3 separate regions of the Mus musculus genome follow, and regions 1 and 3 are each linked to region 2. The links are chromatin contacts, called in public Hi-C and HiChIP or PLAC-seq maps. All regions are on one chromosome and are shown on one strand. The core of a region is the stretch at or near the end of the contact, and the rest is flanking DNA. Distances in the headings are between cores, read along the strand shown.

Region 1 (4,212 bases), core at 659-3,158, 300 kb before region 2:
GTGGCTGAGCCCTCTTTTTCCTCTTGAGCAGGGTCTCAGTAAGCTGCCCTGGCTGGCCTCGAACTTGGCACTCCTCCTCCTTCCACGTCATGCTTGCTGAGTTGATAGACTTTGAGACAACACTGTCTTGAGAATTGTTGTTTGTTTTGTTTTTGACACAGTGCAGAGTAATACAAAGCACTTAATTCTTTTGTTTGGTCCTTAAAAAAAAGTTCTGAAAACTGAGCCTGTCTTTTTTTCCTGAGTTACATAAGAAGGAACTGCAGGCCTACTGCATAAAACCAGCTGGCTTGCTTCTTAATGTCCAAAAGGACATTTGCTCTTTTTAAAAAGGATTTATTTATTTTATATATGTGAGTACACTGTAGCTGTCTTCAGACACACTAGAAGAGGTCATTGGATCCCAATACAGATGGTTGTGAGCCACCATGTGGTTGCTGGGATTTGAACTCCAGACCTTCGGAAGAGCAGTCGGGTGCTCTTACCCACTAAGCCATCTCTCCAGCCCCGGACATTTGCTTTTAATGAACTTATAGCTGTTGTGTACCAAAGAACACAGGGAAGTGTTGTCATGAGTGATTCCTCTTAACAGATTTTATTTATAAAGATGTTTGGTTTTCTCTCTTCAGTAATCACCCAATTGTTCTTGGCCCAAACAATACCAATCTACCGAAAATATTCAGTATAATTGCAGAAGGAGAAATGCATGAGGCCATTAAACATGAAGACCCCTGTGCCAAACGCCTGGCCAATGTAGTTCGCCAAGTACAGGTAAGCTGGTCTGGTTGAACTGGAAAAGGGCAGATAAAATATCCTAGGCATTAGTTGGGGGTCTATTGTCCTTAAACTATATTAAGAATTAACATTTAATAAGCTGCAGAAATTTCATATTTCTATTGGCAAGCTTCAAAATGGGTTAATAACATAAAATCTTTCCATTGAGCTTAAGTCCTTCAGTGGGTACTTAGCATATGATCATTAATTTCAGAATATCAGAAGGAAACGAGATGCAGTTTAATGATGTCAGAACAAAGCAATTACGGACGACTCATTTAGTGACTTGAGGGTAGGACATAGGCTGCTTTAAGGTACCGGCTGCCGGGCCAGTTTTATTGAGGTAGAGGAATGCACTCTGAAAAAAAGGTCAGATTTATTGGTTTTACAATAGTCGTCAAATTAAGGTATAGAGCGTTTGTTTGGGCATTGTTACAGTCGTGTGTGTTTAGTACTTGAAGAGATCACTATGACCAAACATGTGCATTTCCCCCTAGACTTCTGGAGGATTGTGGACTGAATGCATAGCTCAACTCAGTCCGGAGCAGCAGGCAGCCATCCAGGAGCTCCTGAACTCTGCCTGAAGGGCCTTAACTACCACCTGCCAGAAGACTAACTCCAAATAAACGTTTACCCTTTTGTTTAGGTTTCTTTGTTTTGTTTTTGAGCAAGAGAGCAGTAGTGTTGTGTGTAGGCCGTTCTTCTGGAGCCGTGCACAGGAAAAGTAACCCTGTGTGCAGGGTGGACTGCCATGGATCTCATCAAACCCGCAGAGGAGGTCCCTGTAAGCCTGATGGTAGCACTGCAGAGTATTTTTCTATTGCTGTGTCTGACCCACAAGAAGGGAAAGAGGAAACGATTCCTTTTTTCTCATAGACCTGCAGAAACGTAAGGAACGCAGCTTTCAGATCAGTTCATCCACATAGATGTGTGTTACACAGACTGGGGGACAACCTAGTGTTTATTCTGTAAATGGAGTGAGAGTCTGGGGGGATGGAAAGAAGCCAACCAGCTGCTGACAAGCCAGAAGCAAAGGGCTGTCACTTGATGTCACGCTGGTTCTTTGCAAGAAGGCTCATGCAGTGACTCGGTGTGGAGGCTGTCCCACTCCCTCCCGGCCCTTGAATGTGAAGTGTCGTTGGCATGTCTGGCAGTCGTCTCATTCACTCCTCAATAAACAGCATTGAAATACAAAGAGGCCTGTGTAGAACTTCAGTACTGTCTGTCGTTGATTCCTTTCATGTTTTAATAGAAGAGTGATCTGATATTTTTTTAAGGTGATAGTTCTGGCTCAGTGTTTTACCTCCACGCTCTGCAGTGCAGCCTTGGAAGTGTGTCTCCTGTCTTGGAAAGCGCAGTTATAACACAGCTACTCTGTTCACAATTGGTATTCTGAAGGTTTGCACATTCAACCGGCTTTTTTAAAGCTTAGGGTTGTTCTGTAGATCCAAACGTTTTGGCTTAGGATTTCCATTGCAGATTGTAATTGCTTTAGAGACACACGCAGCTTTTGAATTTTTTTAATTTTACAAGTATTATGGCTAAACTTATTTACTGAAAATTTCAGTAAAATGTGTGAAATTTTCTTTATGTATTAACCTCAGAGCAGTAACTGATGAGCTGTTGTTTCCTTTAAGTAATTTTCTAAGGGATCTTAATAGATTTCTGTTGAAACCTTGGTGTTAACGTTTTCATAGTTTGTACTAAATTTAACTGTGATACAAAAATGAGTTTTATGCATAAATCAGAATTTAAAATTAAAAAATTTTTTCTTTAAATGATTTGCATTACTTCATTAAAACAAAATTTGGAATGAAATTGAAAATGAAATGGATTTTATTCAGATGGCTCTGATTGGCATGTGCCCTTGGACTGCGCACTCAGCCTCCAGCTCTGCATGGTTCAGGTCTGCAGGAAATATGCTGAGCGTGTGGCTTGAGCATCCCATCGGGCAGTGCTTCCAGAATGTCAGGTGCTTGGCCTCTTGGAGAAGGGGTGTGGTGATGTTTGGAGGGGCTTAGTGCTCTGTTCCCGTACCAGTGCTGCAAACCCTCTGTGCTCCAGTCTGAGGTGGGGCATTGTACTGTTGCCCAGTGCCTGGAGCAACGTAAGTTTGGCTTTTGTTTAAATTACTGTTGCATTTGCTGAAAAGAAGCACGTGATAAACACAGCCTACCTGCCAAGGTAAGGTAGTGAGTGGTGTGGTTAGGAGATACTGGGATTTGTGGGGAGCTAAGTGTACGCACTGCACTAAGTACTTGTGAGGACAAATACCTCCCTGTCAGTGACTAGTGGGATCCACAGCAGGATACTGGCGGTTTGATGCAGTTTGGCAAGAGGAAGAATTGGCAGTGAATTTTGGTGGGGAAGAAGCAGGTGCCAGAGGCAACTGTGTGACAGTCTTTACGTTGTTTGGGGACACACCTGGGATATCTCATTCTGTCCGTGCAAGATGAAAATGTTAACTGGCCTTGCATGTCAGTAAGTGATAAATTTTATGAATCTGAGCTTTCTGGAGAGAAAACTAAGGCTCCATCTTTTCTGGGGATTTTGTAACAATACATACTCAGCCCAACTCAATTTTGAATATTTTTTAATGCTATAAATTAGAAATAAAACTGTCATAGTGGTAACTGTGACTCTGTAATGTGAAGCACTTTTATCACAATTCAGGTTGTAGCTTGACTTAGCAAGTATCCATAAGTAAAAAAAATAACTCTTGATGCCGCTGGTCTCCTAATAAATGGCATGTACACACATGTAGTTTGGTAGACATTTTGTGGTCTAGTTATCTTGAAGGTTTCTCGTTTAAATGCCAAGTAGGTCATTGAAAAGGCCAAGTAGCCCACTAAACATCTTCCCTCAGTTAGCCCTGCCCTGGCTTCCTAGGTTGTACCAGCCTTTGCTTTGTTAAGGGCATGAGTGTTAAGGGCCTGCCAGGTACGTCTGGATACCGTATGTGCAGTACCTGAGGAAACCAGAAGAGGGCATCCGATCCCCAGGAACTGCAGTTAGATAGTTGTGAGCTGCCCCGTGGGTGCTAGGAATTGAGCCACACCCTCTCAAGTTCCTACTAGAGTTTTGTATTTTATTCCTTTACTACATGTATTAGTGTGCATTTTCTGCAGTGCTGTATTGAGGTCAGAAGAAAAGCTTGCTAGAGTTGGTTCTCTCCTTCCACAGTATAAGTCCCAGGGATCAAACTGAGGTTGTCAGACTTGGCAGCAAGCACCTTTATCGGCTGAACTGGCTGAGTGCTGGTCCCGCATGCATGAAGCCTGGCTCCAGTCCCCAGGCTGCAGGAGGCTAAAGTCCAGTGAGTGTGACGCTCTGGGCTCAGTCTTAAGTAAAGGAGAGATTGGTTTCTGAGCAGGACATGGGTAAGTGAAAGTATCTCCCAAAAAAAAAAAAAAAAGCTGGGCGTGGTGGCGCTCTCCT
Region 2 (4,419 bases), core at 860-3,359:
TAATTGTGATCCTGGTCTGTTTAAGGGACTTTTCCTTATTTCTGCTTACACAGAAGTCTGATAACTAAATAGGAATGAGCTCTTTTAGCCTTGTAATGTGATTGCCCATCCCCTGTGCCTGGGAACCTGTTACCTCTTTCCCCTTGTATTGTAGCACAGTTTTCTCCTGATTGGTTCTGTGCCAGCAAAGCCAATTTATCTTCCGCTTCTTAGCTAGTATTTAAGAAAGCAACAGTCCCAGCAAATTAATAGTGCCTAAAAGAATTGGGGGCAGGTTTGTTCCGAAATCCAACATCCCGTCATCTGAGAGTAGTCACTAACTGTCCTTACAGGGGCTTATCCTCTGCTCTAGAAGATTTCAGAAGTTAGTCAGAGAACGTGCGTGCCTGCAGTGAGCCGAGTGTAGCAGGGTTGCTGAGGTGACAAATTGTCCCCGATGTCCCTATGCAAAGCTCAGAAAGCACCAAGCCTTCCCAGAACTCCCCATTCTCTGACCTTGTGACCTCAGGCTCCAAGGCTTCCAAAGCCCACAGTCTCCATCTGGGACTTAGAAAGGACCTATATTTGTGTGACGTTGAACTGAGGTGAGGAAGGCCAGTGTCACAGTTGGCTGTCAAAAACGCAAAGCAGAGACCAGAGGGCTTCCTGAGACCTCAGTCTATCCACTGCAGCATACATGCTTCGGGCCTCTGGACTGAAGGAGCCTGGGCCTTTGAGCCTTGCCTACTCGCTGCTGCTCTGCAAACAGTATCTCACGGCCAAGGGTGGGAGACAGAGAAACTCAGAGTTTAAAGCTCCTCGCGGATGCTCTAGGACCCCTTACATTGTGATGTTATGTTAGATTTTATTTTGAAATATATCTAGTGGTTCCCCATGTGGATCCTTGTTAAGAGCAAACTGAAAAGGCATGAAATTCCTTTAGCGTGAAGAAATGCACTTAATGAGTTCCAGAGCCCAATGTGAACGGCCTCAGCCCCTGAAACAGTCATCTGGATGCCATCGATGGTATTTTATTAGATAGGCATTTAATTAGAGGAAGCTTTTGGGCCAGATTCTTTCTTATATGTGTGATTCATATTCAGGAATTTCTTACACGGCCATCCCCCTCCCCACCCACCCCACCCCCGCTCTTTGGCCCTGCGCTTAAAATCTGAGTAGTAAGACTTTTTTCTCCTCAAGAACATCTTTGAAGATTTAAACCAAGTAATGAAAAAAAAAAAAAAAAAAGTCCAGGCCTGAAGAACCTAGATGCAGAGTCAGCCCCTGGCCTGCTGAGTCTTGGGGGGGGGGGGGGAGTTGGGGGGAGTTGACCTCAGAAGTCTCCCTGGTTGTACGTTGCCAAGCTTTTTGTAAAAGGAGGATTAAAATTCAGATAGGAAACATTTTTAACATTGGTGAATTGATGGTAAATGTGCTTAGAGGTTCGTTTTGTCCCCTTTTTCCCTTTTTATCTAGAGTCCCTGACCACAGGAGTTCAGTCTGCTTTCTCCCCGTACAGTGCTTTCTGCCCTCTCTGAGCAGCGCTGTGCTTGCCACAGGCGCAGCCCTTATTGAATGAGCCTCAGAGGTACAGGTGGACCCAGCCTGCAGTTAGTCAGTCAGGCTTGGTTTGACTCTGTGTGCCTCTGTCTTGATCGCTTGGCTTTGCCTGAGCCCTTTACGTGGGTTTAGCTAGAATTTCCATAGCCACTGTGGTTATAACTCCCATGGCAAGCTGTTTCCTGCTCCTCTCTCCCATCCGAACCCATTGCTCCTCCGTGTTCCTCCAAGGTTTCCCTCCATCACATTGCACGGCTCAGGTCTGTTCTGCTGTCGCTGAATTCTGCAATGAAGTGCAAGAGTTTCTTTAAACGCAAGGAACAGACTGTAGCTTCATGCTGGCCAAACAAACACACAGGAGGGAAAGCCTGTGTTGGGAACAAGATTTTAAAAGGGGGTGGGGCCAAAGAACTGATTGGCACTGCTTTTTCCTTTGGTTTAATCCACCCCTTTCCCATGTGATGAGCTGAAACTTAAAACAGGAAATGAACTCACTGGAGGCACCAGGTACTGGGTGTTAACACAAAGGCCTGGCATTCAGGCCAAAATTAGCATGCCTCTTAATATCATTTTTTTTTTTTTTTTTTTTTTTTTTACGAAAGAGGTACTAATGAAAAGCATTTAAAAAAAAATTCCATAATGATTCAGATGTGGAGTCAGCTTAAATCAAAGATCCACGTGGTCTGGTTGCCACCAATTGGACAGAAAGCTGTGTGGTTCTCCCTTTTAGTAGCCTAGATACATACTTCCGAGTATGTCTCCTGGGAGCAGAGTTGAAAGTGTGGGTTTATGTTAACCGGCTGTGGCAGGGACAAGGAAAGGGGTAGGTCTGTTGGAAAAAGGTCTTCATGAAGTGAAGAGCGTAGCACTCTCAGAAACCTCTCACCCAGAGACGTGTTGCTCTCCAAGAAAACAATGGAATGCCCGACCAGAAAGAAGCTAGGGAAGCGCTTAAAACTCTCAGAGAGAGAGAGAGAGAGAGAGAGAGAGAGAGAGAGAGAGAGCTCTCCACACAGCCTTGGCTTTGCTTGGTTCTCCATTGAGGTTTTCTTGGGTGACTCTGTTGAGCCCATGATGGCCACTGGGCACAGCCCGGAAGGGGGCTCCCCTGCATGTTTGTGGCTCTGGTATTAGATGGCAGCTTCGCATGCAAGGCAGCACCTGTCCTTCTTCCTAAGGACTCTGGGCCAGGTTAGCTGCTCTGCGATGTCTCCAGATGACAGTTGTTGGTATGGAAAACCTGCCCCTATAGTGGTTGGGATAGAGTTCGAAAGGTCACGTCAGCAAAGCAAAGGTTGGTGCTGCGCCTGTGTGCACTGGTGCCAGGCAGCACTGCAGCCCCCTGGGCTGGTTCAGAATATTCAACAGTGGTGGGAAATGGCAGAAGACAAAGGCCCTTACAGAGTCTGGAGGTGGGAATGGGGCATGCAGGGTTCTGGCCGGTCTGTCATCCCTGGTGATGAGCGTCTGTCTCACGCAGCTGCACCCCCAGCTCCCTTTCCCCTGGCTTCCAGTGTGAGAAGCAAGACCTTGACCCTCTGCCTGCAATGCTACAGAAAGACCACACTTAGCTCTTCAGTTACCAAGAATGCCCGCTCTCTCCAGGAGCATCTAGAGGGCTTGAAGGGTCATCAACCCCTTGCTCTCACCTCTTCCTGCCTTGGAAAATTGCTGCAAACCTCACTAACCGAATCTCACCAGCCCAGCCCATGTTTTTAACACAATTTCCTCCTGTTCTCTCTGTGTGTGCATTTAATCCTTGAGGTAATAATGTGTTGTATTAAAATTTTCTGATGCACTGAATTAATTCTCAAGTAGAAAAGGCTGGGGACTTCATTCTCATTTCTGTCATTTGTTTAATAAATTTAAGAAACATTCTTTCCATTGTTCCACTGTATACCGTTTTGTCAGCATGTACCTACCTGGGAGAAGACGCTCTGTTTTGAACATTCTGTCTTGATCCTTGGAGCATGGCATACCTTCTGTCCCCTGCACTGTTGGAACGCTGTTTGATGTCTTTTCAACCCAAAACCTTGCCTAAATACCAATTTGTACCTGGAATACCCTTTGTAGAACACAGCAGTCGCTCACCCAGCGGCACTTTGACAGACCGAATCATGGCCACCCAGGCGCCGGGAGAAGTGTACACTTGGCTTTTGTGGCCTCATCTTCTCTCAAGGCCCTGCACCGTATAAGGTGCTATGGGGTGGGGCAAGCCCTTGGAGGAGAGCAAGTTCACTTTAAAGGGGGGCAGATGTAGGTGGAACAGAGCGCATCTGAGACAGCAGCTTACGTTGGGAGCTCACACAGCCAGCCGTCCACAGGCTGGGCTTTGCTATTCCCAGTGGGAGTGAAACACCTGATGCTGATTGGCTTTGGTGGGAGGGAGTGGGGCGTAGCATCTCCATCAGACAAGCTCTTTGTCCCCTGGGTGGGCACCCACAATGTGTGCTCCTCAGATGCGCCCTGCTTTCACTTCTGCCTGTGCTTCCGTGTGGAGCCTCCGCACAGCATGGACTCCTGTCACCCAGGATGCTCTCTGTCTTCTCTGATAGCCATGAGTTTGGTGGCGAGCATGGAAGACCAAACTCATGTCAAATGTTTGCATGGTATTAATATCTTGTGTTACTCTAAACTCCAGAGGCTTTCCTAAACCTTGTCCTAACGGGAATCTTGCTGTTAACAAACCAAAAACCTGTTTGATGTAACTGTTCTTTCCCACCGATGGCTGAAGCTTTGTCCTTCCTACAAGATGGTATACTAGACTCCACGTTCCTCAGTGACACCAAGTTCACAAGTCCTCCGCCATCTTCAAAGCAGGATTCTCCTTTACCTTTGCCCTAGAAGTAAGAGCAGCCTTGTATGCTCTCTGCCATTTGA
Region 3 (4,263 bases), core at 700-3,199, 320 kb before region 2:
GAGAATGGAATACAGGGCTTTCTGCATACTGGGCGAACACCAGCTAAGCTACAGCTCAACCCTAACAGGCTTTCTTAGCCCTTAAAAGAATAGTTACAAAATCTGTATGTTGGAGAGGTTGTATAAGCACTTACTTATTAAATTACCAAATAGCCTATAAGATTTCTATCACCTTTTGTACAAGGAGAAACTGAGTAGGAAGAACAAGCTTGCCCGAGAGCACAGTCCTGCAGAGTGGAGGGCTGACAGTGAGTGCAGACAGGACCGCAGAGTGCTGCCCGCTCGGCCACAGGCCTTGCTGCTGTTCTTCACGGTGTTAGTTCCCGCCAACAAGTTAATACTCCAAGGCTGCCTCCTGCCTTAGTCACAGATCAAAGATTGGTTTCCATACTGTAGTGGTCCAGTCTTGTCCAACACCAAACACCTGGGGGTTTTTGGGCAAATATGTGTTATCCTAAAATGGTATCACATAGGTAACACAACTCAGTTGTGTATGTATATATCTTAAGTGCCAGTATATATGCCTGTTACAAAGTATGAAGAAATAAAAATACAGTACAATAAATAGCTTCCTTTTCTACAAGCAAGTGCTTAGGCACAACTACCCTAGAAGACTATCAGACAGAATGGTCTGTGATCTGTGCACATAGCTAAAACTGGACAGATAGAGCATTGATAAGTCAAGCCTCACTTGCTTTTTACTGTTGGTAAGAGTTCCTGACCACAGTGGCAGAGACAAGGTGTGTCCAGGGGGCTCAGTGGATAGCCATGAGCTCAAGGGCAAGCTTCAGGGTCAGTGAGAAATCACAGTAGAGAGTGATAGAGAGGAAGACATCTGATGTTAACCTCTGGCTTCCACACATGTGGGAGAGTATTCAGGGCACTGTGCAGTAACTGTAGACATGCAAAGTTTATACGTGTGAGAGTGTGTGTGCAGTACACTGTTAGACATACAAAATCCACATGTGTGGGAGTGTGTGCAGTACACTGCACATACCAAAGTCCTTCATGGTAAAATGGTGTTGAGTTTATATATGACCATGTATACTTTGATGTACGTGATTGTGTGGCTTCTAATACCTAACAGGAGGCAAGTGCTGTATAATTCTTTAGGAAATAGTGATAAAAAGACTGGGCTGGGTGTGGTGGCCCACTTCCTTAGTCGCAGTACTTGGAGGCGAAAGCAGTTGGATCTCTTGAGTTTTGAGGCCAGCCTTGTGTACATGGTGAGCTCCAGCCAACCAGAGTTAACACAGTGGACCTTGACTCAAAAAAAGTTTGGGTACTGTCACTATACAGTTTCCCACTCAATTTTTTTGTTGTAATTGGTTCAACCTGTGATACAACTAAAGCTAAAAATAAGTTGTTAGATTCTAGGCTCAGATCATGTGATTTCCCATTTTTAGAACTACTTGGCATTTGTGATCATGGGAGATCTATGATGAGAGAATCTTGTGATTTCCTCATAAGCCAGAGCCAGTGTCTCCTAGCCTTGACTTTTCTTGCCCTCAGTCATATGGTAAGCAAGAACTGCCTCCTAGAAGAAATTACATACGATGTGTGCAATACAGTTTTTCATAGTGGCTATACTAACATGTTCTCAACAGTTTAGAAGAGGTCCACTGTCTCCACGCCCTAACTAGTGGTTTGTTGTGATTAAGCCATTCTTACAGTTGGGAGGCTGTTTTCATTGTGGTTTCGGGTTTTCCTCTCCCAGGACTCAGGCCTAAGTGTGTTTGGTGTATTTGGTGCGTGTGTGCATGCGTGCATTCTACACTCAAAAGGAAAGGTATTCTCTTAACTCCGGGTAGCACATTTGTACTTGCCTAATTGCAGTGGGCAAGTATTTAGTGCTTCTTAGGAATAAAGCACTGCATCACAAGGTGAGTCTTGAGCACACTGGTTTTCTGTTTCTCATTTGTAGGCTGTCAATGACTCATGCTACCAGAATGATGACTCGGTCCTAAAATCCCTTGTTGAGATTGCAGACACCGTACCAAAGTACTTGCGCCCTCACTTAGAAGCAACTCTGCAGTTGAGTCTGAAGGCAAGTGAACTCCCTCGATCAGGATTTTTTTCTTCTTGTCATGTTCCGGTAGTCTGAACTACTGAACATATACCAATTTGTCTTTGTAGTTGTGTGGAGACACTAACCTCAATAATATGCAGCGCCAGCTTGCCCTTGAAGTGATTGTGACACTGTCAGAGACTGCAGCTGCTATGTTAAGAAAGCATACCAGTCTCATCGCACAGACGAGTAAGTCAAAACTCTGCCAAGACTTTTGTGATTGCAAGCTTGTTGAGTACCTTTGCTAGGATTTGTGTAGTTTCTCAGCTTATTCAGAATATGAGTATGTGTTGAGTTAGGGGAATCTGGGAATCTGTACATGTTTGAACCCAGTATTGTGGATCTGCTTTTAGGACTTTGCAGATCTCTGAAACCTGGTGTTAGAACTAAAACTGCCATTCTTAAATCATGTACATAGTTGATGAGTACACACTGATGAAGAGAAGATAGATACCTGACAGCAAACAGAAAGGAGAGTTCATGGCTGCGGCTCCCAGTGCAGACGGGACCACAGTGCGCTCCACTCTGCTCACTCCTGACAGGGAGGGCTGCGTATGCTCAGGAGGCCCATGTCACTGTTGTGCTGTGGACATACTTTAGCTTAGGGACCAACCTTCCCATTCTTTATGAGCTTGATTTAGAAAGTGAATGCACAGCAGACTGTAGTTTTGTAGTTTCTACAATGAGGGATGAACTTAAACCTTTAAAGACAGGAACAAGGGGAGGGTCTCCACTGTTAGTGTGTCTGTTGCCACTTCCAGACAAAGCATGCAGTAACATGCTGAGGATTGGAAGCAAAGAAAACTTACTTGTTACTTATTAGATCTAAGAGTTTCATAAGGTTACTAACGATAAGAACACTAAAAATGGTTAGAAATAGCAGGTGAGCAGATGAGACCCAGTCAGACCAGTCAGAGACCAACAGAAGTAAAAGGGAGTTCTCAGCGCAGCCTCTATCCTAGCACCATGGCAGTCAGACTATAGGAGCTGCTCACATGGACCTGGTCTGCAGCTGCAGTGAGGTTGGACGATCCTAAGTGGTCAGGATGGGTTAGATGGGCACCATGGAGAGCTTGGCCCTACAGGCAAAGGAGCAGGGTGTTGGTGCAGGTCTAGGCGCTAAGAAAGCAAAATAAGGAGAATCAGAACAGACAGTTCACAGGGAAAGCAAAGCTGACCTGTGAAGTCAGTGATCAGAGGTATTGAGACAACCGTTTATTTGTGCAGGAGAAAAACTCCACGGACCCATCTGCGATATGTTAAAAAAAACAAAATAATAATAATAATAATAATAATAATAATTTGGGGTTGATTAAAGATCCAAGTAAATATAGATAGGTTTTATAAGTAGAAGCTAAATAGGAAAGCATTAGTTACAAGCCAGAGATAAAGACACTGCTGCAATTGCAAATACTAAAAATACATTTTTTTAAATAAATCATCTACTAAAAGACAAGGTTCAAACCAGCAAGGTATATTTTAGGCTTACCTGGGCTACATGAGACCCTGTCTCAACAGCTAAACCATACGCTTAAGAAAGAAGGATATAGCAAAGTTTTGTATTCTAGAAGTGAGATTTGTAAGACAGGATTCCGGCTTAGCATTGGTAACTCAATAAAGACAACAGTGGTTAAAAAATATGTGTTGCTAAGAGGTTTGAAGGTACCAAGGAAGAAGCAGATTTGGGGCATGCATGCAGCCCATGTTGTTCATGGGCAGTGATTTTACAGAATTCAAAACCTACCAGCAAGCACTCAGGTCCCACCATGGAGCTGCTGGTGTTTTGTATTGCCTTTTCAAGTCCTCTTAGGTAAGGCTTACTTACCTAATGGCTCGAAGTCACTTCTCTTCTTCCACATTACGTAGGTTACAGGATAAGACGCAGGTCACGGACCCATCTTGCCAGTCTGTCATGGGTATTCTGAAGTGACTGCTTGCTTGAACGAAAGGCTGTAGAATCTGTGTGGCAGGCAGGCTGGAAATAATGTTCCTTTGGGGGTGGGGGGAAGCAATCTCAATTAAAATTCTTTATTTTGGGGGGAGGGGCATTAAAAATGAAACATGTTAATAAAATAAATTCAGTCTTGAGGTATAAATTAATTCTTGACTTCAGTTCCTCAGATGTTGGCAATGATGGTTGACCTAGAAGAAGATGAGGACTGGGCAAATGCTGATGAGCTAGAAGATGATGATTT

What was found. Hi-C and Micro-C count contacts between places; a contact is called where the count stands out from the background. HiChIP or PLAC-seq counts read pairs in DNA pulled down with a chosen protein or histone mark.
Region 1: a Hi-C map of cortical neurons shows a contact between it and region 2, with 2.5 times the contacts expected there. The contact joins the enhancer-like site here to the promoter of B930095G15Rik in region 2. A contact is called at or near these places in 1 of 39 promoter capture datasets (the 3T3-L1 cell line), 1 of 15 datasets of contacts at CTCF or cohesin (the NIH/3T3 cell line), 1 of 484 Hi-C or Micro-C datasets (cortical neurons), 3 of 115 datasets of contacts at active chromatin or transcription factors (the NIH/3T3 cell line, astrocytes and cardiomyocytes) and 2 of 9 other capture datasets (adipose tissue and pancreatic islet).
Region 3: an H3K27ac HiChIP or PLAC-seq map of the NIH/3T3 cell line shows a contact between it and region 2, with 4 times the contacts expected there. The contact joins the enhancer-like site here to the promoter of B930095G15Rik in region 2. A contact is called at or near these places in 4 of 39 promoter capture datasets (the 3T3-L1 cell line, frontonasal cranial neural crest, hippocampal neurons and 1 more), 1 of 484 Hi-C or Micro-C datasets (nephron progenitors), 8 of 115 datasets of contacts at active chromatin or transcription factors (the NIH/3T3 cell line, craniofacial prominence, embryonic basal ganglia and 5 more) and 2 of 9 other capture datasets (embryonic stem cells and liver).

Annotation. Positions count from the first base shown.
Region 1 is chr14:120,945,448-120,949,659 of GRCm38.p6, forward strand. Ipo5 (importin 5) reads left to right here. Exons shown (of 26, transcript NM_023579.4): 25 at 630-771; 26 at 1,272-2,599. The coding sequence ends at 1,358. Among named protein-coding and RNA genes, the nearest start is that of Ipo5, 36 kb to the left of the region's middle. Within about 2 kb of position 1,909, at least 24 of the 459 cell types and tissues checked have an H3K27ac peak or open chromatin away from gene starts, as enhancers often do. A contact at or near this core is called in cortical neurons, where this site is marked.
Region 2 is chr14:121,246,597-121,251,015 of GRCm38.p6, forward strand. B930095G15Rik (RIKEN cDNA B930095G15 gene) reads left to right here and starts at 2,110. Exons shown (of 1, transcript NR_155502.1): 1 at 2,110-4,419. All of the region lies in intron 13 of Farp1 (FERM, RhoGEF (Arhgef) and pleckstrin domain protein 1 (chondrocyte-derived)), which reads left to right.
Region 3 is chr14:120,924,277-120,928,539 of GRCm38.p6, forward strand. Ipo5 (importin 5) reads left to right here. Exons shown (of 26, transcript NM_023579.4): 7 at 1,925-2,047; 8 at 2,137-2,257; 9 at 4,182-4,263. Among named protein-coding and RNA genes, the nearest start is that of Ipo5, 15 kb to the left of the region's middle. Within about 2 kb of position 1,950, at least 27 of the 459 cell types and tissues checked have an H3K27ac peak or open chromatin away from gene starts, as enhancers often do. A contact at or near this core is called in the NIH/3T3 cell line, where this site is marked.